2 separate regions of the Rattus norvegicus genome follow, and region 1 is linked to region 2. A link is a contact called in public Hi-C data. All regions are on one chromosome and are shown on one strand. Each heading gives the region's core, a stretch centred on a gene start, on an enhancer-like site or on the middle of the called end of the contact. The rest is flanking DNA. Distances are from core to core; before and after follow the strand shown.

Region 1 (5,258 bases), core at 993-3,492, 44 kb after region 2:
GAGCAAAAGGTCTTTAAAATCTTTTAAAATTACCTTCATGTCAGTTACTAGAAACTCGCTTATCTGATCAGCTCCTTCATTTTAAAATGCAATTCGAAAGGTATTTACTTTAAAGCCTATCTCTTTGCATTTAGTTCCTGTATGCTATGACTCAGGCTGCAGCCTCCTCAATGTTTAAAGACTATTGGTATCTTATGAGACCAATGATCAGTTTCCAATAGACTAGGCACAATGTTTTATTAGCATTCTTATGCCACTGTGAAAGCTTCTTGCGTGCTTTTACAAGGAACACTTGGCTTCTGCTCCCACTTCCTCCTTCCTTGTAAAGTTGGAAGAAAGGGTGATTTGGCATTCCACCAGGCTACACAACTTTGCCTTTGAGTCCTTTTGTAGACTATTGTAATATATACTTATTAGATTTCACTCTCTGAGTTCCTTCGAAACATTTTTCCCTTGGTTCAATATCTAGAAACTCTGTGAGGCCATATATTTGGATAGTGTATCACAGGTTTTCACTTCCTACATGGAAATAATATGTCTGATGAAGAGTGCATAGGCCAAATTGCTAGGAATGTTAACTGTTAAAAAACAACAACAACAGCAAAAATCACCAGGCCTTTCCAAGTTGGAGAAAAGGATTTTGCAAAGTTATCATAACTGCCTGCTTATATAAGAGAAAACTTGCTGTGTAGGGAAGGCTCATATTGATAGCAAGCTGTGGTGAGAATCTGGCAATGTCATGATCTGTCTCAGTTTCTCCTTTGATGAGAATGTGCTTGATGAGGTCTCTGCCAAAGGAGTAGTGGAATCACAGCAAATCCACCATGACTACCCAGCGTTTAGGTGGTTGCTTGAGAGCTGAACCTTGCTCCTTTTGTTTGGTCAGTAAATACTTTACCACTGAGTCATCTACCCAGCTCTGGGATAACCTGAATTTCTTTTTCAGATCCTCAGCTTGAATAGTAAAGTAGGGTTCAGTCCTGTTGCAAATCACTACATATTGCTACTGACAAGCTTCCATCTGAAGACTTATGATGAAACACAGCCTTGGAGCTCTCTGTGAGCTTACCATGGGCCCAACATCAAAGGATGGTTCATTGAAAAATGCTTGTCACTGTGAATGTGCAGATAACAGAATGTACTCTGTTCCAGTCTCTGGTTGTTTTTTTTAAATTATCAGTAATCTCCTAGGCCATCTGTATACTGCATTTGTTCAAAGAAGTTGTCTGCAAAACACTTTATATTCCAAATAAGGGTGTATTCAAAATATAAGCTTGTTTTGAAAAATTAAATGAAGTTTGGTCAAATACTTTCTATATTAATAATAATCTGCATAAAAATTATTGTGTAGTGCTTCATTTGATACTCTTGAACTGTTTTTTGTTTGTCTTTCTGCATGTGTCTGTGGTATACATGTGTGAATCTATATGCGTCTGTTTTCCTGTGCAAACCTCTGCGCATGCATGTGAAGATACAAGGCTGGTATCAGAAGTCTTCTTGCTCACTGGCTGTATTGTTCACTGACCAGCATCTCACAGTGAACCCAGACTGCTATTGCAGCTATTCTCGTTAGTCAGCGTGCTTCAGTGACCCTTGTCTCTGCCAGAGGAGTGGTGGAATCACAGTAAAGCCACCATGACCACCCAGCATTTAGATGGTTTCTCGAGAGCTGAACCTTTCTCCTTTTGCTTGGGGAGTAAACACTTTACCACTGAGCTATCTACCCAGTTCTGGGATAATCTGAATTTTTTTTTTCAGTTTCATCTCTCAAAATGGAAGTTTATATTATACATAATTGCATACTCCAGCAAGAATAACTATTTATATATTATTTTTGCTTCATATGAATGACAAATTTCTGGATAGATAATTTTATTCTTCTTTTTGCTGCTTTTTTTAACTAAACAACAACAAAAAACACCTAAATTGGTCTCTTCTTGTGTTGCATAGTTTAAAAAATTTTATATGTATATATTTTTCTTAATTTCTAAGGTTTAACTTGTGAAGACTAAATGAATATACTCTTTAGAGCCACATCTGTATTAGTAGTATTTTGTAGAAATATCATCTTTAAGAAATAAGGAGGGTATCACTTGCTGCAGGTTGGTGAGTTTGGGAAGGCAGGTACATGTTAGACCCAGACACATGGCCACAGCTCCTGTTGACTGCTAAGACTCTTAATAGTTCCTTAGGCTAAGATTGCTTCTGAACACAGTACCATTGACCATGGCTTTGGTATTTCTCTTTGCTTTGACGTTCAAAAGAAATCTGAGACTGAAATCTGAGCTGTTTATGAGGCATGTTCCCCAGCTCATATGTCTATAAAATAAAAATACTACTTATTCCTGTGACAATAAAACCGAATGAACTTTGGGAGCAGTATCTGGTACAGTGAGCAAAATATGCAAACATTCCCAACAGACGCTCAAAGGTCACACAGGCTTCTTTTAAGCTACTCTTTGGGTACAGGATTATATTGAGCAAGACATTATCGAGAATCCAAGTGATGGTGTTCAGAACACAGCTGAGTTGATCTGATTGTCAGATTGCTAGCTAGAAACTGTCTCTACTTGGTGAAAATGGAAGCAAGAACAATAAAAACCTTCATTTGAGGAATCACTATCTCTAACGTATTCCAAACTTGTTTTCCTCCTTCTGCCCCTAGCTGGTTCCTTCACTGGAGTTATATACACATGACATATTCATCTAACAGGATCCTCATTGTTCAGACAGAGTTCGTTTCTGACCAAATGACACAAAGTAGCCTTCAGTGCTGGCTGGGTTTTTTGTTTTGTTTTTGTTTTACTCATTTGTTTTGTTCATTTGTGTGTCTGTTTCCCTTCACCAGACTGTAAGTTTCCAGAGAGCAGGAACATTTTATGCCAGTGTCATTGAATCTCCACAGGCCACATACTTACATATTTTGTACAGAACAACATTAAAAACATTTGTTCAGTGTATATTTGAGTGGTAGGTCATGTTTGACACTCACAATGCAAACACCTACAAGTTAGTCATTGAGTTATTACCATTACCAACAACCTACTGATCTCAGTCTGTGGTTATGAAGCTGATGGTCAATGACATGTTTTGGATAAATTAAAGAGAAAAAATCCTCATTTAGTGTGTTATCGAGAATAGTCACAAGCAATGAGTCTGTGGTTTAGGAAATGTATACCAACCCTAACTCCAGGGTAAAGAAAAATACAGTGATTAGAAGGTATAAGAACACCCATATGCAGTAGTCAGAGCTACACAATTACATGCTGCCCTGAAACCTGTGTGGCATCACACAGGACACTAGAATTCATGTAATCTCTCTTTCTATCCATCAAATCTACACTTCTTTCTTGAAAAGACTTGCTGAATGTATATTGCTTCCAACAACGATGGATGTATGCTTCTCAAGAAACCAGAAATACAAATGAATTTCGACATATTTTTGTATCACTCTCTATTCCTCAGTGTTCAGATAATGAGCAGCAAACAGGCACAATCTGAAAAAGCAGAAGACTATACACAATGGTTCTGTGATTGACCCAAGAATGAACCAACAAACATTTAAAAATCAAAAGTAAAACCAGCAAAAATTACATCTTCCACCATCTGCTCTCTGTCCCTGTCTTTCCAGGACATGCTATATATGATGGCTGAGTCACTAGTAGATCCAGACCCATGTTAGCTCTGTGACTAACCAAGGGAGTGTGCAAATTCTACTTGGAGCAGACAGCCATGGTTAGTTGTAGGCCAAAGCTAATATTGAAATAATTCTGCTGCTTTATTGGCTGGATGGAATAAGAGGGTTACACATTTCACACATGTTTCATGATCATCACCATACCTAATATTTACTATATGATGATTTGTCAAGGACTTGTAATTTGTGGTTTCTGATTTCACTTGAACAAATAAGAGTGTTTCACAGGAAGCCAGACTAGAAATCATAGGACATTTTACCAAAGTCTATTATTTGGATTATATGAAGCAGAAGAATTTTTATCCCAACTAACCTGACTGCATGGTCTGAGCAATTAACACTTGGGTTGTTCTGTCATCAGTGTACTCCAAACTCAGTGGGAATTCTCCAAAAATTTCAGCTACAATATGAAGAGCCATAAACTGGCCTTCCCTTGCCATGGAGAGACAATTTGGTAAATATGGATGGTCAATAAGTCATCCAAAGGCATGAATGTATGACGGGTTAAAGTTTTAGAAAAAGGGTATACTTCATCAAGTATCCTTTTCAAAGGAAAAGAGCTTGCTCAGCTCACATCTCCAGAGTGATCCTTCTCTTTTCCACTTGTTGACACCAGATGGCGATGGCGAGTCAGTTATGCAAACACTGTTCAAGAGTGTTTACAAAAAGAAATGACAGTACACAGGAACTGGGATTCAGTTGAAAGCATTCACAGCACTTGTTCACTGTTGAAGACTGCCTTGCTAGTTTTGTCCTCCCTTCTAGAGTAAACACTGATGGCTACCTATCCAAATCAAAGATAATTTCACAATTTGAGTCAAAAATAAAAAGCTCAGAAAGCTTTTTTAAAAATCAGAACCTGTGTCATACATAATTGGATTTTTAAAACAACACCAAGGAGTGAGTATTAATCAACTCAACAACTGCTCCCTCTATTTGTTACAGGTTTTCTCGACCTCCTAGAATCTGCAAGTAGTTAATCCTTCCTAACTTTCTTCAATTAATCTATAGTAATCATATAGCTTTCAATTGCCAATTACCTTCTGACTATCATCTGATTAGCTAATCTCAAGATGTTCAAAAATTTAAAGAAGTCCTATGAACTAATATAATCCAAAACCATCACATTGACAAAACCAAAGAGAGTCTATGAAGCTGTCATATTCCATAGAAATCCATGTCTAAGTGGAAAGTGATATCCCAAGTAGAACACTAAAACAGAAAAAGATATTATATAAAAATGAAAAACTATGAAATGAACTATATATGTTAATACTAATGTAATTCATGTTGGTTTATTAATGATATGAAAGGTACCATATTTATATGTACAACAACTATTAAAAGGGGTCCAGAATAAAAGAACAAAGGTACATGGATCTATAGAAACTAACACAAAACAAAGCAAGAGAGAGAGAGAAAGAAAAGAAAAGAAACAAAAATAAAAGTTCAGTCCATAAAACTAAACAATTACCAGAAATCCCATGAAAATAAAATTTGAAAAATCAGTAATCTGAGAACTGGAATTTCTTCTGCAAAATAAATTTGTACTCTTCAAAGC
Region 2 (5,231 bases), core at 1,238-3,737:
CCAGTTCTCATATTTCATGCACAGTTCATGTGTGAATAGTTACTGTTTTCAGTGTAAGATTTTATACATGTGAGTCTAATATTTCTTCTAGTAATGAAGATGTTTTCCAATGAGTTACCTTTCATAAGACTTTGAAGAACTGAAAACACTGGAGAGAACAAAAGTAGAATTATAGTATGAAACTATTTAGTGATTTAAATTTCAGTTGAACAGGAGGAATGATTAAGTGCTCTGTGTATTGGAGCTTAGGATGGGAGTTTTCAAGGGGAACTGGGCACTAGGATTCCCTCTCTGAGGGAAAACAAAAACCTAATATCAAAGAAGTTGGAAATTTTAAGAGACTATATTGTTAATAAATGACAGAATGACAGAATTAGTATCAGGTTGTTGAAGATCAAATATATACCTTAATGTAAATTTTATTTCCTCTTCATATCTCTCTCCTGTCTGTTTAGTCATCAACTGGTTTTATGATGTAAATTGGGGGGGGGTCTGGAGGCGGGACTGCTTGCTGTCTATCTTCCAAAGGTCTTGGTTTTCATTCCATTATCATTTCTTTTGGTACTCTGGATAATTTCCTCCAATCTTATTTTGTAACTTCTTTCAATTTGGTTACCCAGTCTGTTAATTGCCTTCATTCCCCTGATGGTCTATTTAAATCCAGAGCCTTATTCCTTTGTTGTTCCATATTCAAACCAAGCCTTTGTTCTTACAGATCCCACAGAGAAGGGAGTTTAATGCAGAAATTAAATAAGAAGAGAGGATATGGATCAAGGCAACCTGACTTGTATCACAGTAACATTGGTTCCCTGACTATGTATTCTGACATAGGTCACTTGATTTCCCTACTTTGTTTTCCTCAGTTATTACAAGAAAGTAACACTGGTCACTGCCAACAAATGAAGTCATATGGATTGGTCAGCACCGTACTTTGTATATAGTGAGAGTTGAGTAAGCGCCATCATCATCACTGTGTCATCCTTTATCTGATAGCTCCAAGATCTAAAATTTTTGAGAAATTAATCTGTTATTTGTATGTTGTCCATGGCTGTTCCTTCCTTACACAGTTTGGGACCTAACTGAGAACTTATCCACCACATGGCTGCTTCCCATGGCTTTCATGTAAACACCCTGGCTGTGAATACAGCCTCATCGAGTGTGGTCAAAGTTAATTTTATAGGTCTGGATCAACACCAAGGATCACTTCTGTTTCAGTGGAGCCTTGAATGCGCCCTCTTTCCCATTCTCATACAAGTTGGGATTTGATGTTCTGAATTCTTGGGAATAATTTTCCTTCTATGTCCTTTTTGTACTGTCCTGGACCTTAAGGGAGGATGGACTTTCCTTTAGGTTTAATTCTGAAACATCTCTCAGTACAATATTCCATATTCTATTGCATGATCCACCGCACCTTACTGTCCATCTCTGAGGCCTCAGCACAGCTCAGAAACAGTTTTTTTTTGGGGGGGGGGGGGGCTTTATAGGTTTATTTCTTTTCCTGGCTCTGGCATCAATACATGATTTGTTTTAAACTGTGCTTTTCTAGTTTGTACTCCGGCCTTCCCTCTGTATATATTAAGTAGAATTATCCTGTTTGGGAAAGAGTGGAGATTGTTTCTTTCTCCTAGTGGCCCAGTCAGCCATGTGGACTTGAAGTCAACAATTCCACTTGGAATAAAAACCTTCACTGAAAAAGATAAATGATGACGGTAAAACAAACAATGCTGTGCTTAGATAATATGAGCTGTTCTTCCTTCTGTCTCTCTATGCTGTCCCATTGCATGCTAACAAACAGTCATCAGGCCTATCAAACCTCATTCTAAAATGACCATACAAATTCATCTAAAAAGTTCATTGTCTTTCCTTTTTATAAACTTTATAAATTTGCCTGTATTTCTTAATATCTTTTATTTAGGTTTTTTGGATATCAGCATTGTCTCCTTCACACCTCTTTCTCTTTGAAATTGTTTTCTGAAGCACAGCTTAGGTCTCCCTTCTCAGAAGTCATTAGTCACCAATCCACAAGGTGTGTTTGTAGGGGTGGGAGGAGCAGCCATAAGTAAGACAGCTCAAGTTTATTAGGTGTAAACAAAGATTGTATAGATTTTGGGGAATGGTAGGGATTTCCAGGGTACATGCATGTTATTGGCTAGAGCTGAGGTGCTTGAAATATTTCACTTACATGATGAAGAATTCCAAGAACCTGTTGGGCAGGTTCTTATCGGAGAGAGAAAATTAAACCTGTAATCTGTCATAAACTACAAGACTTCCCTCAGAGGTTTGGGGGAGTTATGGACAGGAAGGGTTGATTGGTCATAGCACAATACCTAATTATCATATAGCCAGAGGGTCCAAGCAGGACTTACATGCTGAATCATGCAGTGCTGGCAGGAAGTTTTATGTGGGGGTCATCCTGTAGATAAGGTCAGGCAACTGTGCTTAGAGACACTCTCCTGATAAGATCATGCAGAGAAGAGGAAGTCTCACTGTGAGAGGGAGTCATTCATTCATTTTGCACCTAGCACAGAGAGGATATCTGGATATGGTGGACTGCAACCTTAAAAGCAGAGTTTTCCAACAACACAGAATGGTCACAGTCTACCCCTGCTCAGATAGCTGCATAACCTAGTGCCTCCAGGCCAGGAAAGGAATTTTTTAATTTTAATTGTTAACTTATAAATGCACTATGTAATCATAGTCACTGATGAAACTGAAAGTGAAAAATACATTTACTTAAAAAGATAATTGGTTAGTTGGATTAGAATAGGGAGAAACTACAAGCATATAACTTGGCATAGGATAGAAGAGACAGAGAAATTCAGGGAAACACCATTCTAACCACAAGTTTTTCTTGTGGGGATTACAGTGTTTCTGGTATTTGCTGATAAGCTTTTGTGACAAAAAGCAACTAAAAGTTGGTGGCATTGAAACAACTAAAAGCAGGACTGTTATCGACATTCATCTAAATGTGCTTGATGGAAAAATTAAGAGAGGCTACAAAGAGAAGATGACATTACATCTCGAACTTGCTATGTGACAAAAGGAAGCAATGACATTTTAGTAAGAATAAATGTACATATTATGTCATAGAGACATCATGGAATGGGAAATATCTGAAAATACAGATTGAGAGTGACTGCATTAAGGCTGTGGGCAGTGGGGTGAAGGGAGACTATAATTTGAGGGTGTACAGCCCTGGACTGTACTTCATGCTAAGAAATGTACAAGATATCCAGAGACACCCACTAAAATACAGTGTACACAAGCAGCATGGTGATTCACACACTTCCTGAGACATATTTTCTGGCTAATGGACTTGTGGTAGACTCTTCCCTTCTGAAGTTCCTACATGGGAATATAGGGAGAAGTATTTCATTCCTAAAACTGTAATTACATTTCTTACTTCTATCTTAGGAGGGTTTCCAATTCTATACCATGTCTGACACCACAACAGAGCTCTAAGAAGACACAATATTTTATTCATACCTTTGTTGCTGGGGCAGATAACCTAGAGATTCAAAGTAGTAGTGTCTCATGACTTTGGAAGTTTTTTACCAAGATAGGCTAAATTCATTGTTTTAAGTTTTCATGGCAGCAACAGTACGTGACAGAAAGCTATCTTTTATGATAATCATGAAGCAGAAAGAAAGAGACCAAGGCAACAGGATAGGGGAAATTTTCCCACCTTCAAAAACCATGTCCCCAAAGTCCCCGTTCCCTCAACCATGTCTCCTTCCCCATTACTGCTCAGTGAAAGCATCAGAGTTAATTCATCCATGAAGAATATTCATGATCCAATTGCTTCCACAAAGCCCCACATCTGAACACATTTCAGTGAACACTTAGTCCAATGTAGTATTTCAAACCAAACTGGCTTTTAATTATTTGTCTGTACTTTAGCTCTGAGAGTATGTGACTTGAGAATCTCAGGTCTCTCTTCTGTGAGAAACATAGGAGTATTCTGTTACTCACTTCATGGAGTTGCGTAAGGTCAAATGACTTCTGTAAACTCCTACTGGGAAGAGTTAATACAAATAAACTAACAAAAAGTCCAAAGTTCAAAACGTATTTGGAACACAATAGTCTTTCATCCAAGGATTCTGAATCAGTCAGTGTTTAATCTAAAAGTGATCTCACTGGAAGTTCACTGGCATTGGGCGTTAGTATTGTTTTCTTGCATCTGTATTAAATAACCATTCCCACAATCTACAAAGAAATTCTAATAGCACTGGACAAACAGGCATTCTGCCTGTCTGTTACTCCAAAACCTTGGAATCATTCCAGAAATCTAAGCAAACATCATTTTCCCTTCTCTTTTCTTGTCATAATATAGAAATTTGAAAATCATACATTTTTTATTTTTGTGAAGTTAAAAGATAGGAGATATTTTGGACTGACTATTACTCTTGTCTTCACAAAAGAAGAGAGAAAGAGAGAGAGAGAGAGAGAGAGAGAGAGAGAGAGAGAGAGAGAGAGAATAGGTAAATGAGCAAATTTAAAGTCACACAACATGGCTTTAAAAATCGAAAAAAAAATGTTACTATTATATAAGAATCAAGAAGGACAGAGACAGAAAAAGAAAAAGAAAAAAAAGAAATCCAAAGTAGACCTTTGGTGCTGGTTCAACTGGAGGTCAACATGTAGAAGAATGCAGATCGATCCATGCTTATCACCCTGTACAAAATTTAAGTCCAAGTGGATCAAGGACCTCCACATCAAACCAGACACACTCAAACTAATAGAAGAAAAACTAGGGAAGCATCTGGAACACATGGGCACTGGAAAAAATTTCCTAAACAAAACACCAATGGCTTACGCTCTAAGATCAAGAATCGACAAATGGCATCTCATAAAACTGCAAAGCTTCTGTAAGGCAAAGGACACTGTGGTTAGGATAAAACGGCAACCAACAGATTGGGAAAAGATCTTTACCAATCCTACAACAGATAGAGGCCTTATATTCAAAATATACAAAGAACTCAAGAAGTTAGACTGCAGGGAAACAAATAACCCTATTAAAAAATGGGGTTCAGAGCTAAACAAAGAATTCACAGCTGAGGAATGCCGAATGGCTGAGAAACACCTAAAGAAATGTTCAACATCTTTAGTCATAAGGGAAATGCAAATCAAAACAACCCTGAGATTTCACCTCACACCAGTGAGAATGGCTAAGATCAAAAACTCAGGGGACAGCAGATGTTGGCGAGGATGTGGAGAAAGAGGAACACTCC

Evidence for each region. Hi-C and Micro-C count contacts between places; a contact is called where the count stands out from the background.
Region 1: a Hi-C map of kidney shows a contact between it and region 2, with 6 times the contacts expected there. The contact joins two enhancer-like sites. A contact is called at or near these places in 10 of 12 Hi-C or Micro-C datasets (the A7r5 cell line, the Rat2 cell line, Schwann cells and 6 more).

What each region holds. Positions count from the first base shown.
Region 1 is chr2:88,139,924-88,145,181 of GRCr8, forward strand. No RefSeq gene overlaps it. Among named protein-coding and RNA genes, the nearest start is that of Car2, 340 kb to the right of the region's middle. Within about 2 kb of position 2,243, at least 33 of the 93 cell types and tissues checked have an H3K27ac peak or open chromatin away from gene starts, as enhancers often do.
Region 2 is chr2:88,096,159-88,101,389 of GRCr8, forward strand. No RefSeq gene overlaps it. Among named protein-coding and RNA genes, the nearest start is that of Car2, 380 kb to the right of the region's middle. Within about 2 kb of position 2,488, at least 28 of the 93 cell types and tissues checked have an H3K27ac peak or open chromatin away from gene starts, as enhancers often do.